Regions from separate parts of the Oryctolagus cuniculus genome. Here region 2 is linked to region 1. Evidence: chromatin contacts called from public Hi-C data. All regions are on one chromosome and are shown on one strand. The core of a region is the stretch at or near the end of the contact, and the rest is flanking DNA. Distances in the headings are between cores, read along the strand shown.

What was found. Hi-C and Micro-C count contacts between places; a contact is called where the count stands out from the background.
Region 2: a contact with region 1 is called in a Hi-C map of psoas muscle, with 3 times the contacts expected there. The contact joins two enhancer-like sites. A contact is called at or near these places in 4 of 6 Hi-C or Micro-C datasets (ear pinna, psoas muscle, skin fibroblasts and 1 more).

The regions. Positions count from the first base shown.
Region 1 is chr6:86,017,568-86,025,248 of mOryCun1.1, reverse strand. No RefSeq gene overlaps it. Among named protein-coding and RNA genes, the nearest start is that of CHD7, 99 kb to the left of the region's middle. Within about 2 kb of position 4,963, at least 8 of the 8 cell types and tissues checked have an H3K27ac peak or open chromatin away from gene starts, as enhancers often do. A contact at or near this core is called in ear pinna, where this site is marked.
Region 2 is chr6:86,426,713-86,434,393 of mOryCun1.1, reverse strand. LOC127490573 (a long non-coding RNA gene) reads right to left here. Exons shown (of 3, transcript XR_011389108.1): 3 at 6,402-6,765. Among named protein-coding and RNA genes, the nearest start is that of CLVS1, 290 kb to the left of the region's middle. Within about 2 kb of position 4,388, at least 1 of the 8 cell types and tissues checked has an H3K27ac peak or open chromatin away from gene starts, as enhancers often do. A contact at or near this core is called in ear pinna, where this site is marked.

The sequences.
Region 1 (7,681 bases), core at 3,714-6,213:
CCCCATTTCTTCCTCCTAATAACCTTTGTTCTATTCCTGTCTCTATGGATTTCACCCATACTAAGTACCTCCTATAAGTGGAATCACGCAATATTTGTCCTTTTGTGTCTGATTTGTTGCACTTAACAGAATGTCCTCAAGGTTCATTCATGTTGTAGCATGTATTGGAATATCCTTCCTTTTTAAAGGCTGAATAATATTCCACTGTATGTAAATACCACATTTTGTTTATCCCCTCCTCCATCAATGGACATGTGAACCATTCTCATGTTCAAATGAATTGCTAGGTTTTAGACCCCCTGTGGAGACATTTAACTATCATGAAATGAGTGGATGGGAGTGATTAGAGGGAAAAGAGAGAAACCCAGAGCCGAAGAGGGAGATCATCTGTTCCCCTCCTCATACAATGTCATGGAAACTGAAGTCTATGCAAGGCATGAATGGCTCAACATTGCGAAGGACTCATCTTTGGATCTTTGGACTGCTTCTCCTTCTAGTAGCCACGTTTGCCATCAAGTAGCCTGAATTCAGCTGACAGGCAAAGAAACAGATCCCAGAAGCCTGAGAGCCCAGGCTGGACCCCCATGGCACCATGTCAGAGAGACACAAGGCAGAGCCAGAGACTATCCCCAGGCAAGATGGTCAAAGCGTCTCTGGGCTACCTCACTCACTCCTTGAGCCCTCCTGTATCCCTCCCTCTGCTGTTCACGTTCCCTTCTCCTACAAATCGAGCCAAGCAACAAATGAGACTAACGCTGAAAGGGCAGAGCGTGAGGGTGAGGTGCTCAGATGAGAGTCCCTCTCCTCTGCTTGCTGCTCAGGCTTCCTGGAAGGCTGCAAGGAGAAGCAACTGGGGGAACTCTCCACACAGCTCTCATTCCCTGCAAGGAGCAGAGACCCACTCACAAACGTTTCAGGACTAACGTTTTGCTTTCTTATTGGAATTCAATGTCAGCTCCCTTGAGAAAAACTGCATCTTCCACTTAGGTTTCCAATCATACAGGGTGCACTAGAACCTCTGCATACAGTATTCAGTGAAATCTGTTAGGACGGCTAACCTCTGGCCAAAGATTTCAAACTTGGATGAAGACATGTCCATGGGGAATATTTTGCATTCTTAACCTTTGACAGTGAGCATTGAACAAGATACACTTCATTAACTATTTACTTTTTGTTTATTTTTATTAGTTTCCTTCCCACATATAAATATCACGTTACTTATGTATAATGCTTTGAGCATAATAAAAACCTAGATAGCATTGGAATCCCCTTTAAATGTACTTTCATAATGATTTTTTAATATAGGATGCCCCACTCTAATATCAACTATTACCTATAAGCAAATGCAAGTGTATATGAATTCCCCTTAAGAGAATCAAATTTGGTGAAAAGGTAATTTATTTCCTTCTTAGATTTCTCTCTCACTTGTACTATCACGATAAATGTATGTGTATGTTATTTATGTAATTTCCATGAAAACTCAATTATCTCCAAATCTAAAGTAGAATATTATTAGAAACTGCCACTCACCCAAAGCTTTTAAGTTTATGTTATATTTGATTCTCATTTGGTGCTCACATCAGCACTGTTGGTGGTTGTAAGTGATCGCCCTATTCATAAATGTGGAAGTTAAGTACAGGACGTAACTTGGCATAGGAATAAACCTGGCTGACTTGGACCTGAGACTTCAGCTCATGTCCTACCCTGACCACTCTCCCTTGCTCTAGCCATCTCTGTCTACATATCTGCACCAGGTTGCTGGTTTATTTTCAATGCCCAATTAACTCTAAATCTCTGCTAAAATCAACAAATGTAACAAATGGCAATCTTAGATCTCATCTTAAACATGTGTTTCTTTCAAGTGGTCACTTAAACAGGTTTGGCAGGCTTCAATAAAGCTGAAAGGTATTTCCACTATATATGTAATCTTAGAATTAGCTATTAAAAAAAGTTTGATCTTAAACATTTTAAATAAGTCTTTTTGCCACTGTTAATTTGGAACTAACAATTTAAAAAATATTTTCCAAGTAAGCAAGTATATTTGTAGCATGGTTATTAAATCAGAGTCTCTAAAATGTTTTCTAAACTTAAAACCATTCAAGTCTACATACAAAAGAGAAATCACTTCTGTGCACTTATTTTTCTATCATTTGTTTATAACAGTCATTTGGCATGTGCTGTAAACAGATTAGATACATATTTGGAGAATATTTTTCTGTAGAAACAGGAATAATTATAATGCATATTTCCTCTGCTTTAAGTATTGTTTTCATTAAATAAATGGGATACTATTAACTCATATTAATTATAGCAAAAAGCATATGAACAATTTCTTTTTATCTTTTTCTATCAGTACATTATTACTTTACTTTCATAGCTTATTTATTTTTTGCTTATTTTATTAAAGAAACTCTCACCCCTTCTTCTTCTATTTTCCCCCCCACTAAATCCTACTCCCTCCCAGCAAAGTGTAACCAAGCCAGCAGAGGCTGGTTGTACAGTAATGAGAAAACCAACAAGGATCTCCTTCAGAGCAAGGCTGCAGGGAAACAATTTGCAGTAGTTAAGATTTATTCCCCTATCCTCCCCTCTAAATATTACATCGCTCAACAAAGAATTCTTGTTTAACTTTATTGGAAAGTGTGTAGCAGAGCTGTTTAGAAATACTACAGATCTAAAGGTACATATGTTAGCACTGCTGGCTGGGAGTGAGCACAGAAAAACGAGAATTTAAATTTGTTACAATGACATCTCATACAAACAAATGAAAAAATGTTAAAAATACTGGAATTTTTTCCTAAAAAAAGCTAGAATCAGAGTAATTTCTTAATCTATTGATAATTGCTGTCCTTAAAATTAATAATCACAAAGAACTAGAATTCATATCTTTATACCCTTTCTTTCCACTCCTTTCCTCAATCATTATTGGGGCATTAACTTCAGCTCAGTTTTAAAGTTTCGGTGTCTGATCTTGAACACTTCTGCCCATTTGCACTACACAGCGAATCACTGTTCTAGAATTTCATTTCACAACCCACGTATGCTATTTATTTAAAAAGAGGTTTGTAGCGGATTGTGACAAAAACTGTGTCATCTTTCAAAAAAGTTATTCTTACAGAGAAACTTGAAACTACGAAAGCTGAGAACATCAGCAACATAAAACGAATATACCACCTGATGCCTAAAGCACTGCTTATTTTCAGTTCTTGGCGCTTATCACTGTGTATTCTAAAAGGGTTCCTGGGCTCCGACCAGCTCCTGTCAGGGCCATCGTAGGCACTGGGACAACCAGAGTACGATGCAGCCGCTGCCACCGCCAGGCAGGATGGCAGGGGTCGCGGGGCTGGGGGTGCACGGGAGAGGCAGGCGTGTGGTGGGCGCCCCTCACCCTTGCTCTGGGGGAGGGGAGGAAGCCGCTTCCCAAGGCACGGAGCAGACAGGCAAGGGCTGCGGCGGCTGCAAGGGACTTGGCACGTCGGGAGAACCGAAAGCAACTCAGGTGGCCTGGAATCGAGGCCTGGAATCGGGAGGAGTGGCCCGAGGTGAACGGTCCAGCCCCGGACGAAAGCGGAAACAGGATACGCAGGGCCTTAGAGAGCGAAGGTAAGGAGACAGGGCTGAGGGCCACAGGGAGCCCTTCAAAGATCTGAAAAGACAGCAACACGATCGCACGTACACAAAGCACCTGCAGGCTGCACTGTCGAGGAGGGGGAGGGCAGAGCCGACGGTGCGTGACCGGCTAAGCGCGGTCGTCCAGGTGGGACACGCTGGTGGCGCACGGGGTCAGCCGCAGCGTGGTGGGGGCGGCAACCAGACGCCTAGAGGTCTGGGTGTAAGACGGTTCCCAGAGCGGCCGGGACCGGGGTGAGGGTCGGCGGGTGCTGAAGACCAGGCCGTGGGGCCGCTGTCGCCGAGACGGGCAACGCCGCAGGGTCGGCGGGAAGGTGAGCAGCCGTGGCGTATAGAACGCGTAGAATTCGGAGACTTCTGGGGCACCCGAGTTAGACGTGCCTGGGCTTCTGGACAGCGGTGGTGTGGGGGCGGGAGGACGCCCCGGGGGTGGAGGAGCCCGCGGGGCGCGCACACGGTGCAGACAGCTGGCGGGGAAGCCCGCCCGCGGCCCGGCCTGGGGTGGGGGGGTGCTCTGCTCCTCGGCGCTGCACACACGCGCGGAGCTCTGAGACAGGGAAAAGGAGAATTTGGGCTAGGGGCTCGTTCGTGGTCGTCAGGCAGCAGAGCGTGCAGAGTAACGCCCCAGTCAGAACACCCGCAGCGCTCCCCTATTAACTCCATGCACCCGACTGTTCAAACTCAGATGCGTTCCCAAAACTTTGGCTCACACGGACGGATCGTACTTTTCAAATGCTTTTTGTTCTTCCTTCTCCCAACCCCTCCTGATAAAATGTGAACAACGTTTAATTTTTAATAACCAGCATCAGCCATTAAATATATTATTTAAAAAAATAGAGCAGAGGAAAACGTCTTGGAACGTCTCTCTCCCCAGTGAGCGCACCACGTCTCTGAAGTTCTCTGTCCTGCATAAATAAACGCTGACAGCTCCTGGCTGCACGGGTATTAACTCAGCACATCCACGCCGGTGTTCCTATCCCCGGGACGTGCCCGCTCCCCCTGGGCCCTCCCTCGGCCCGCTCCCTGCCCTCCTCCGGCCGCACCACCTGCTCCGGGCACCTCCCCCTTCGCCCGCCCGCCCGCGCCGGTTCTCACGCGCGGCCCACACCCCTCCCCGCCGCTCCCGCCCCTTGCACTTCCGCAGGTCCTCCGAGTCAGCGCCCCCCGGCTCCGCGCCCGGCTCCCCAGCTCCGCCGGCCCGGCGGCGCTTCCCCACCCGCCTCCGGCCGCTGCGCCCCCCACGAAGTTCTCCCGGCAGCTCGGACTTCGAGGGCGGGCCTGGCCTCCGAACTCTGATTGGCTGCCTCTGCGTCGCCCCGCCCCCCGAGCACGCGCAGGAGGTGGGGCGGGGCCCAGGCGGGCGCGCGCTGCGCGGCCCCGCGGGCGGAGCGTCCGTGACCCGCGTGCCGGCCCCGGGGGCCCTGCCCGGGACTCTCTGAGGCTGTGGCGGCGGCGGGGAAGCCCCAGGCTAGGCGGTTGTGTTCCCCGAAGGTACCCCCGTCTTGCCCGGCGGCGTTCCTCAGCCGCAGCGAGGCGGGCGTCCCCCGGCGGGACTGGGAACTGCCCGAGGGGCCGTCGCTGTTGCCAACTCGGTAGCCCGGATGTCGCTGCCCCCCGCGGCGGGGCCGCCGACGCGCGTCTGGGCCCCGGGAGGAGGATCGTCTTAAAGGGACAGCGCCGTGTTCGAAGCGGAGAGGGCTACGCGTCCTGCCCTCTGTGCACGACCCCTACCCCTAGGGGACGCCGCAACGCCCGTCGCCCCTAGCCCTTCCTCCGGGCCCCGCGCAGTTGGAGGACGGCGCGCCCTGCCCCGGAATGGCTGCGGACGGCCTCGCCGAGAGCAAGCTCGTCTCCGGCCGGAGCCCTAGCCGGTGGCGCCGGCGGGGCCGGAAGGCGCCGGCCTGTGATTGGCCGAGGCCGCCGTGAATGCAGGACATTGTCTGGTGGCGGCCGTCTCTGTCCTTCCCCCGCCGCCCTCCTCCGATCAAAATGGGTGCGGAGCGAGGGTCCCTCACGGCGCCGAGCCCACCGACCCAGGGCTCCTTGCGGTGTTGGGAACGCCGCGGTGGGAAAATGCTAACTTTTCTGATACCACCGGTTCCGAGTGTGGCGTTGAAGGTGATGTTTCAAAATGCAAAATCGTCCTCTGCAAGGAAATAAAACCATTGTTTGACATGAAGGGTTCGTTGCTCAAATAAGTGAAAAGGGGCAACTGTCACAAACAGCTTGCCTCGGTCTTCAGGCTTCCTTTAATCGTGACCCTTGTGTAAATTTAAGCAAAATTACGTATTTCCTTGTCCTAGACAGTACAGCCTTTCCAGATGTTAGTTTCCATATATATGAAGGGAGGGCGCTACTCTGCATAGCTTTCAAAGTTTGCGCCCGTTTTTAAAATAATTGACTCTAGGCTATCTTGATAAAGCCTGTGTATTGGATTACATCTCCAGGCTTTGGAACCCATGAGAGCTTGATATCATAGGTTTCCTCATGTGGGACAGTTACTTACGTGGGGCTTCAGTCTTCCAGAGTGTGATCGAAGGAAAATTAGTGGAGAAATGTGTGGAGATCCATCAGTTGTTTGTGTGAAGAGGAGGCTTATGGTTCATCCTATGGAAGTTTTCTAGGTAATGGAACATGATAATAAAGAAGAGCCATCGTCCTATTTGGTTCCCATTATCAAAGGGGTAGAAAGATGGCGAGGTATAGGAGACTTTAGGTAACAGCAGCAGAAATGGAAAATGTTCACAGAATTCTAAAGAAAAGAAACTTGCTATTTGTTTTTTCAAAAAGCTGGATAGGAAAAAATTATTGTTAAGACATATGCTGATAGAGATGTTTTTAGCTTCACTTCTGTGCCTTCTTCAAAAATTAAATTGAGTAATCAAGAATTAAAGACTTGGAAATGACAAACAAATGAAGGAAGGAACGCTTCCAGAAAGAGATAAATTTAATGACATGATTCATTGCAAGACACATGACCTCATTTCTTACTAGAGGGATTTCCACTAAATCAGATTTGGTGTTAAATAAATTTACAGACTGTCCTTAAAATTTATACTAATGTGATATGTCTTTTTTTCCCTTAAGTGTAGAAAACAGAAGAGCTGCAAGGAAAATCTAAAACATTGTTGCAGCTCCCTCAAATGCCACTTCTGAACTCCACCCTCACTAGTTATCATACAGGAATTTTCAAAAAAGCAGAAATAATCATCATAATGATTCTAGCATTCCCTTGAAGTCAGAAATAAGCAGCTGTGTGAGGGTAACAAATTTGTTTTTATTTACACTTCTAGCATTTATTATTATGAGTAAACATTTGTTATTGAATGCATCATTACATTTAGAGATTAAGCTGAGTAAAAATTGTTTTTAATAGACACAGCAGGTAAGTCTTCGAATAGTACATTGGGCATACATATTATAAAAAATTATGTGTGGATTTCAAAATTCTTTTGAACCTAAAATATTTTTTAAAGATTGATTTATTTATTTGAAAGGCGGAGTTACAGAGAGGCATAGGCAGAGGCGGAGAGAGAGCTTCCTTCTGGTGGTTCACTCCCCAAATGACTGCATGGCTGGAGCAGGGCTGATCTGAAGCCAGGAGTCAGGAGCTTCTCCCAGGTCTCTTAGGTAGGTGCAGGGGCCCAAAGCACTTGAGGCATTTTTTTTTTTTTTTTAAACAGGCAGAGTGGACAATGAGCGAGAGAGCCAGAGAGAAAGGTCTTCCTTTTCTGTTGGTTCACCCTCTAATGGCCGCTGCGGCCGGCGCATTGCACTGATCTGAAGCCAGGAGCCAGGTGCTTCTCCTGGTCTCCCATGGGGTGCAGGGCCCCAACACTTGGGCCATCCTCCACTGCACTCCCAGGCCACAGCAGAGAGCTGGACTGGAAGAGGAGCAACTGGGACAGAATATGGCGCCCCGACCGGGACTAGAACCCAGTGTGCCAGTGCCACAGGCAGAGGATTAGCCTATTGAGCCGTGGTGCTGGCCTTGAGGCATCTTCTACTGCTTTCCTAGACCATAGCAGAGTCTGGATCGGAGGTGGAGCAG
Region 2 (7,681 bases), core at 3,139-5,638, 410 kb before region 1:
TCCCGGATTGAATACATGCATTAGACAACAACTCTGCACCCCATAATATGGATGACTTTGAAAAAATAACGATTCACCTATTCTCTGCCCTGCCTCTGTGGTCTCCCCTTGCAGGATTTCACATGCTAGATGCAAAAATGGAAGAAATACTTCACACAGAGAAGAGTCATCCTCTGGCTTCCTCTCTTCAAAGTCCAACTTTTCTTTACAGTACAGAAACATGCACTGTATCCCCAGATTCCCCAAGGGATAACTGACAAAGACAACAGGCATCAGCCCATTGGTCAACACCATAAGAGGCTTCATCCCATGGGTTACCCACATAGGGTGATCAGAGTGGCTTCAGAAAAAGACTCACACACATAAGTTATCAAAGGCAGAGCAGCAAGACCCTAGTGGAGCAGAGCTTGTCACAGAATCTAGCCTCCACCCTCTTGCTGGTACTTGGTCTGAGAAAATGGAGCATTTGATGACCAAAGGAGGAAGACCACAGAGCAGGAATGTGTGAGCACACAGCTGAGTCCCCCCCACCCCGATCTTCACCTGCTTCCTTCACCCTTGATGCCCTGACTATCCCGCAGGTCTCTGTGTTGCCTCCCAAGTGGACCCAGCCCTGACTTAACCAGAGCAGAGTTTTGTCACCCTTGATACACCATATACTTCCCAGTCCTGGTCTCAGCTTTCCAGGCCAGCTATTTCTGGCTGAGTGATGCAACTTGCTCCCCGTACTCAGTCCTTTAACACACAATGTCTCTGACCCTACATGGATATCATGTTTCCTTGTCTAAAAACCAAATTTCCACCACTGTATTGTCCCTATATTTTATCTCCCCCCCCCCCTTCAGTCTTTCAACCTAAACCCAGGAAACTCTCAGTCTTCTATCTCCTCTATCATACAATCTTTTTTTTTTTACAACTTTTCCTCTGGTTTCTACTTTCACTTAAGATATATACCAGCTCCTGTTTTCTTGCTTCAACTGCATTTTGCTCCTCATGAAACCCCACCTGTTCTATGGAGAATTACATTGGTAAAAGCCACTAATCACCCTGTCCCCATTCTGGACTGAATTATTTATGCCACCCGTGCTGCTAGGTTTCAAGTTCCTCAATGGCCAGGAACTCTGCAATTTGCTTGGTGTATTTCCTTTGCTGTGCACTTCTGTATAATGACAGAATCACAATGTGAAGCCAGAAGGGGTAAAACGACAGTTTTTGTCAAAGGCGCAGAGAAAAATTGGGGTGTTGTGAAATATTCTGATTCTTTTCACTTTAACAGTGCCACAGAAGTCACCCTTTTAGTATTTTGCTCTGGACAAGTCTTGGTGCAGAGACAGACCAAAAAGGATTTTGCGGCAGGGGTCGGGTGGGGCAGGGTCCTCTTCCTTGGGAGAGGGCACAGGTAAGGTTGTACAAAGAGGGCTGCAGATGCCGTGCTACACTAGGGGCTTCCGGATGACTGAGGCCAGACCAGGTATGCCAAGAAAGGAGGTATGCCAAGGAAGGCAAAGCCAGAGTATGTCTCCTGCCTTCCAGTGACTGCCTCATCCCTAGTCCACCCTCATCAGGCCTTCATCTTCAGCCTGAGAACCAGCTGCCTAGGTACCAGCCCTGGCATTTTACCCAGTGCTCTTCTGACAGAATCTCTCCTTCCTCCCTGTGTCATCAAAATTCTCTTCTGTCTGGGGCCGGTGCTGTGGTATTAACAGGTAAAGCCACCGCCTGCAGTACCAGCATCCCATATGGGCACTGGTTCAAGTCCCAGCTACTCCACTTCCGATCCGGCTCTCTGCTATGGCCTAGGAAAGCAGTAGAAGTTGGTCCAAGTCCTTGGGCTCCTGCACCTGCATGGGAGACCGGAAGGAAGCTCCTGGCTCCTGGCTTCAGATCAGTGCAGCTCCAGCCATTGCAGCCATTTGAGAAGTGAACCAGCAAATGGAAGACCTTTCTCTCTCTGCCTCTCCTTCTCTCTCTGTGTAACTTTGCCTTTCAAATAAATAAATAAATCTTTTTTTAAAAAAAAAAAAAAAGAATTATCCTCTGTCAACTATAATAACTTCAATTTGCCAGGTTGCTCAGAACTTTGCAGACTTGGGGCTTAAATAAGCAATCTCATTGAATCCTCACAAGAACCACACAATGACTTCTGTGTTACTATTATCTTCATTCTATGAAGAAACTGGAGCCTTAACAGAGTTCATACCTGGGCCTGGTGGTGTGGCACAGCAGATAAAGCTGCCTTCAGCAGTGCCAGCATCCCATATGGGCACCGGTTCTAGTCCCAGTTGCTCCACTTTCTATCCAGCTCCCTGCTACTGCACCTGGGAAAACAGTGGAAGATGGCTCAAGTGCTTGGGCCCCTGCAGCCCTGTCAGAGACCTGGAAGTAGCTCCTGGCTCCTGGCTTCAAATTGGCCTAGCTTCTGCCATTATGGTCCATTTGGAGAGTGAATCAGTAGAAGAAAGATCTCTTTCTCTATCTCTCCCCTCTCTCTTTCTGTAACTCTGCTTCTCAAATAAATAAATAAATATTTTTTAAAAAGAGAGGGAGAGTTCATTCCTCATCCAAAGTTACAAACCCAGACACAGGTGTACTGTTCTGTGGTTCTCCTTCACTGACTTTAACAAAGTGTTTGGACAGTGTGGCTGAGGAATATGATGACTTCCAGGTGGTAAAAGAGCCATCGTTTTAGACAGGAACCTTCTCAGAACCTTGAAGAACTTGGTATTGGGTGTACAGTACGTGTTCAATAAATATCTGTTGACTAAATGAACAAGCATTCTTTTGGCAGCCTACTTCTCTTCATGGGGTAGAATCGCACCCTATGGTGGATTGGCCACCATATTCTATAAGCCTGGAGGAGGTCAGACTTTGTACAATAAGAACAAATCACTACGTTTGTAGGAATACAAATGTCAAGCGTGCAAAGATGTAGTCACCATTATTCTCCTGCACCAAATATAATCACCTCTCTAGTTCCCCATTTCCACTGATGGAAAAGTTAATCTCGATTGTGACATAGCAGCATTGTGACATAGCAGGTCAACCCGTTACCCAAAACACCGGCATCCGATAGGGGTGCCAGTTCGAGTCCTGGCTGCTCCACTTCTGATCCAGCTCCCCGCTAAGAAGCCTGGAAAAGTAGCAGAAAACAACCCAAGTGCTTGGGCCCCTGTACCCACTTGGGAGACCCAGATGAAGCTCCTGGCTCCTGGCTTCAACCCAACCCAAGCCTGGCCACTGTGGCCATTTGGAAAGTGAACCAAATATAGAAGATACCTCTCTTTCTCTAAATCTGACTTTCAAATAAATAAATCAATCTTTTATAAAAAAGATATTTTTGCCAACCCATGACAACTCAGTGAACTCTAGACCTCTAGACTTTTTCATGAAACATTTTTGTGTAAAAACTCCACTAACTCATAATTCACTCACCCTGCCTTTTCAGTCCCTTATCCCTAAGGGTGATCTAAGTTTCATGGAACAGAGGGGCTGGTGTTGTGATGCAGTGGATTAAGCCACTACTTGTAATGCCAGCACCCCAACATCCCATATCGGAGGGCCTGCAAGATGGTCCAGGTTTTTGGGCCCCTGCCTTCTCTGACTCCTAGCTTCAGCCTAGTCCAGACCTAGCTGTTGTGACCATTTGAGGAATGAACCAGCAGGTGAAAGATTTCTCTCTATCTTTCTCAATCTCTCTCTCTCTGATGCTTTGCCTTTCAAATAAATAAATCATTAAGTTCCACAGAGAGTAATATTTATTCTAAAATGATTTTTGAATGAAATGCATTACACATATGATCCTGTTAAGGCCTAGGTGGAGACAGGTGTGTGAGCCTCTGTGGTCAGCAGAGAGCTGCCTGGCCCAGGTACATGGGCACGTGCACATACACGGTCTATCATTACTGAAGGAGCATTGTCAGCCAATGGAGGCACAGTGGCAGCTTCATGGAGGAGTGCAGAGAAGTCTGGGATTTCTGCAGGGACACCTTAGACGTGAGTCATCTTCTGTACTTCTCCAAATCTAGGACAGGTGTAGGAGGGCCATCCCTCCCAGGAAACTCTCACAGCTCCTAATGCAATTTACAGCAGTCCTAGAATCACACTGACTGGGCCAAGTGGGAATTAAAATCACCCTAGACCTGCACCCGTGGTGTGCATCCTATATTGGTTCAATGTGTTCGTTCCCTTAACTAATATTTTTGTGATTTAACAAAATCAAACTTTATTTCACACACAAGAATTAAGTTCAACTGCAGGGCAGTCCCTTTTGTTTCATGGTTCTCCCATCATCCAGCAGGCAAAGGAAAGGGAAGGATAAAGGCTCCCTTGATTCTTCTAGAAGCTGCTCTCTTGCCCGCCTCCCTCTGTTCTTCCCCACGTTTGACCCAGTTTCCTGCTGTGGCTGCCAGGGCCCTACAGCCACCCAGCTGCTCACAGGGTACCATGCCTCGTTGGCACCAGGTGGAAACTCATGGTGGCCTGAGAGCTTGGAGGTTGAGAGCTGAATGTCAGTGGCAAAAAGACCCAGATGAGAGCCCTCGGCTCTCCTCTTAGCTGCGTAACCTTCAGCTCCTTACTCAACTGGTGGCAACTGTTTGTGAAACAGAGATAGCATCTCCCTCAGAGGGTTGCACCAAGGCACACACAAAGCACATGGAGCTTGCGTTGCATGCTTGATAAACATGAGCCATCCAGTTTATGGCTGTCTCCTACGCCAACTGCATAGGCACAAGAAGCTTGGCCTGAGAATTTACAGATGGGTGACCTTGGGGAAGTTCCTCAACTTCTCTGCCTTGCAGCGCAAGCCTATGTAAAATGAGAGAACGCTGCAAGATCCCCCTGGAGGCCAGAGCAGGCTGACTCCAAAACACAATCAACTCGGGCAGTGGACGGGAAGGAGAAGAAAATCAACCAAAGGTCGTGGTTTCAAACAGAAACTCTGTTCTGGGTTCTCTGCAAATTCTTTGTCAACCAGAACCTAGGGGTGGGCCCCCTGCAGCTTATCAGCGTTTCTTTGGCAAGAGTTTGCTAAAGGAGACTTGGTGAACAAGAGAGCCACATGACCTCAACAGCTACTAGCAGCATTATCTGGCTCAGCAGAGTCAAGACAGTCATTCTGGGACCCTGCCATGAGGGAAACTCACATTGAAAGGCCGAGGGACCTGTAGAATGGAGATAGAGGTGACCTGACACCTCGGCCATGGCCCGGGCATCTTCTACTCTCAATCCTGTGCGTTAATGCCTGGAATTCTAAAAGCCCTGTCGTCACTAATTTATTGGGTATTCATTGTAATTATCTCACTTGTAATGAATTCATTTGGTATTAATTTCGATGTCATACGTACGGTACTTTCATAAGAATTACCGTATGATTCAGCATCAATTAATCTATCTTTAAGTGAAATGTTAACAATCAATTCATATTACGTGGATGCTTAAACCACTGGCAGAGCCTTTATTATAATTACTATTATTTATGAACTGTGCAAGGTATTTTCAAAAATGTGCATTCATGGGTTTCTCTCTCACCTCCTTCTCCTATCTATACATCACAGCTGTCTGGCCAAATAGATTTGTCTAATCAATACCTCACTGTCCTTATCTTTAAAGATGTCACCTTGTGTTTGTGGCTGTTAGCCCGTCATTACACCTAAAGATTTCTGAGTTGCTTCTAGGGCAGAAAAATGTCTTATATTTTTTCACCATATTTATCTCAAGCACCATCCAGATAGGAAAAATGCTGGAATCTTTTCTGTTAAACCATGAAAATATCCTTTTGATTGATTAACACACCTTATCACAGAGTGGTCAATTCACCAATAAAACAAAATCCTGTTTTTAAATAGGAACATTAGAGTTAGATTACCTTGAAGGCAATAATATTTCAAGTCATGTGACTTCATATGAGTGTAGTTGGTATGTCACCACAAGTATCCTGATGACAAGAGAAAAATGAAAAATCATGCAGATATTTGTCATATCCTAACCAGACACTGGGTACTGAACACACCCAGCTCAACAGCTCCCCAGTGCAAACAGGAATAGAAAAAGACAAGACACATTCCTGCTAGGAAAAGATATTCAGAAATGAATCACGAAATGATAAATTATAAGGCTGACCTTCTCAAACTTGATGTTAAAGACCTCAGCAGCAAAAGAGAGTTTATTTTTAAGCGGGTGGACGTAACTTATGTAGGTGCTTGAGATATGAACCCAAGGCAAGGGTGATATACATATAAAACTTTGACTTGGACAACTCATTTCATTCATTTTATTAATTCTTGACATTTGATTAGCCTTCCAGTATTTAATTCCCAAATCCCAAGAGCAAATAACCTATATGTACTGAATTCTTTTTTAATTCTACAGATGTGTGTGTGTGTGTGTAAAACACAACTTAACACAGGGCAGTGAACAGTTCATTATAAAATACAGGATCAGCCGGCGCCGCGGCTCACTAGGCTAATCCTCCGCCTAGCGGCGCTGGCACACCAGATTCTAGTCCCGGTCGGAGCGCCGGATTCTTTCCAGGTTGCCCCTCTTCCAGGCCAGCTCTCTGCTGTGGCCAGGGAGTGCAGTGGAGGATGGCCCAAGTGCTTGGGCCCTGCACCCCATGGGAGACCAGGAGAAGTACCTGGCTCCTGCCTTCGGATCAGCGTGGTATGCTGGCAGCAGCGCGCCGGCCGCGGTGGCCATTGGAGGGTGAATCAACGGCAAAAGGAAGACCTTTGTCTCTGTCTCTCTCTCTCTCACTGTCCACTCTGCCTGTAAAAAAAAAAAAATACAGGATCCATATTGATGCACATTCTTGCTAGCTTTCCATGGGACCCCAGCCTAAGCCTTCTTAAGAGACACACTGCTTGTCTATCTCTTGGGGTATGACAATGTAATATATATGACCATCATTTTCATTCCCCTCATGCATTCTTTGCCCTGTTGAAACAGAACTGAGATGTTAATCAGATGAAAACTCAAACTGATTTGTTTATTACTGAAGATGTATTTAAGGCTGTCACCATGACCTGTATCCATCAGTAACCTCACACATTGTTAAAGGAACACCAGTAACCAAACCTGACATTTTTCAAAAACCCTGCCAACTTTAGTAAAAAGTCTACATAAAAATGTATCTCCTGGACATTGTATATGGGTGCCTTTTTGTGTCCTAGCTGCTCCACTTCCAATCCAGCTCCCTGCTAATGTGCCTGGGAAAGCAACTGCAGATGGCCCAAGTGTTTGGGCCCCTGCTGCCCATGTGGGAGACCCAAATAAAGCTCCTGGTTGCTGGCTTTGGCCTGGCCTAGCCCTGGCCATTGTGGTCATATGGGGAGTAAACCCACTGATGGAGGATTTCTCTGTCTGTGTCTCTCCCTCTTTCTCTATAATTTTGACTTTCAAATAGATAAATAAATAAATCTTTTTTTTTTTTTTTTTTTTTTTTTACAGGCAGAGTGGACAGTGAGAGAGAGAGAGAGAGAGAGAGAAAGGTCTTCCTTTGCCGTTGGTTCACCCTCCAATGGCCGCCGCTGCAGCCGGCGCACCGCGCTGATCCTGGCAGGAGCCAGGAGCCAGGTGCTTTTCCTGGTCTCCCATGGGGTGCAGGGCCCAAGCACCTGGGCCATCCTCCACTGCACTCCCTGGCCATAGCAGAGAGCTGGCCTGGAAGAGGGGCAACCGGGAC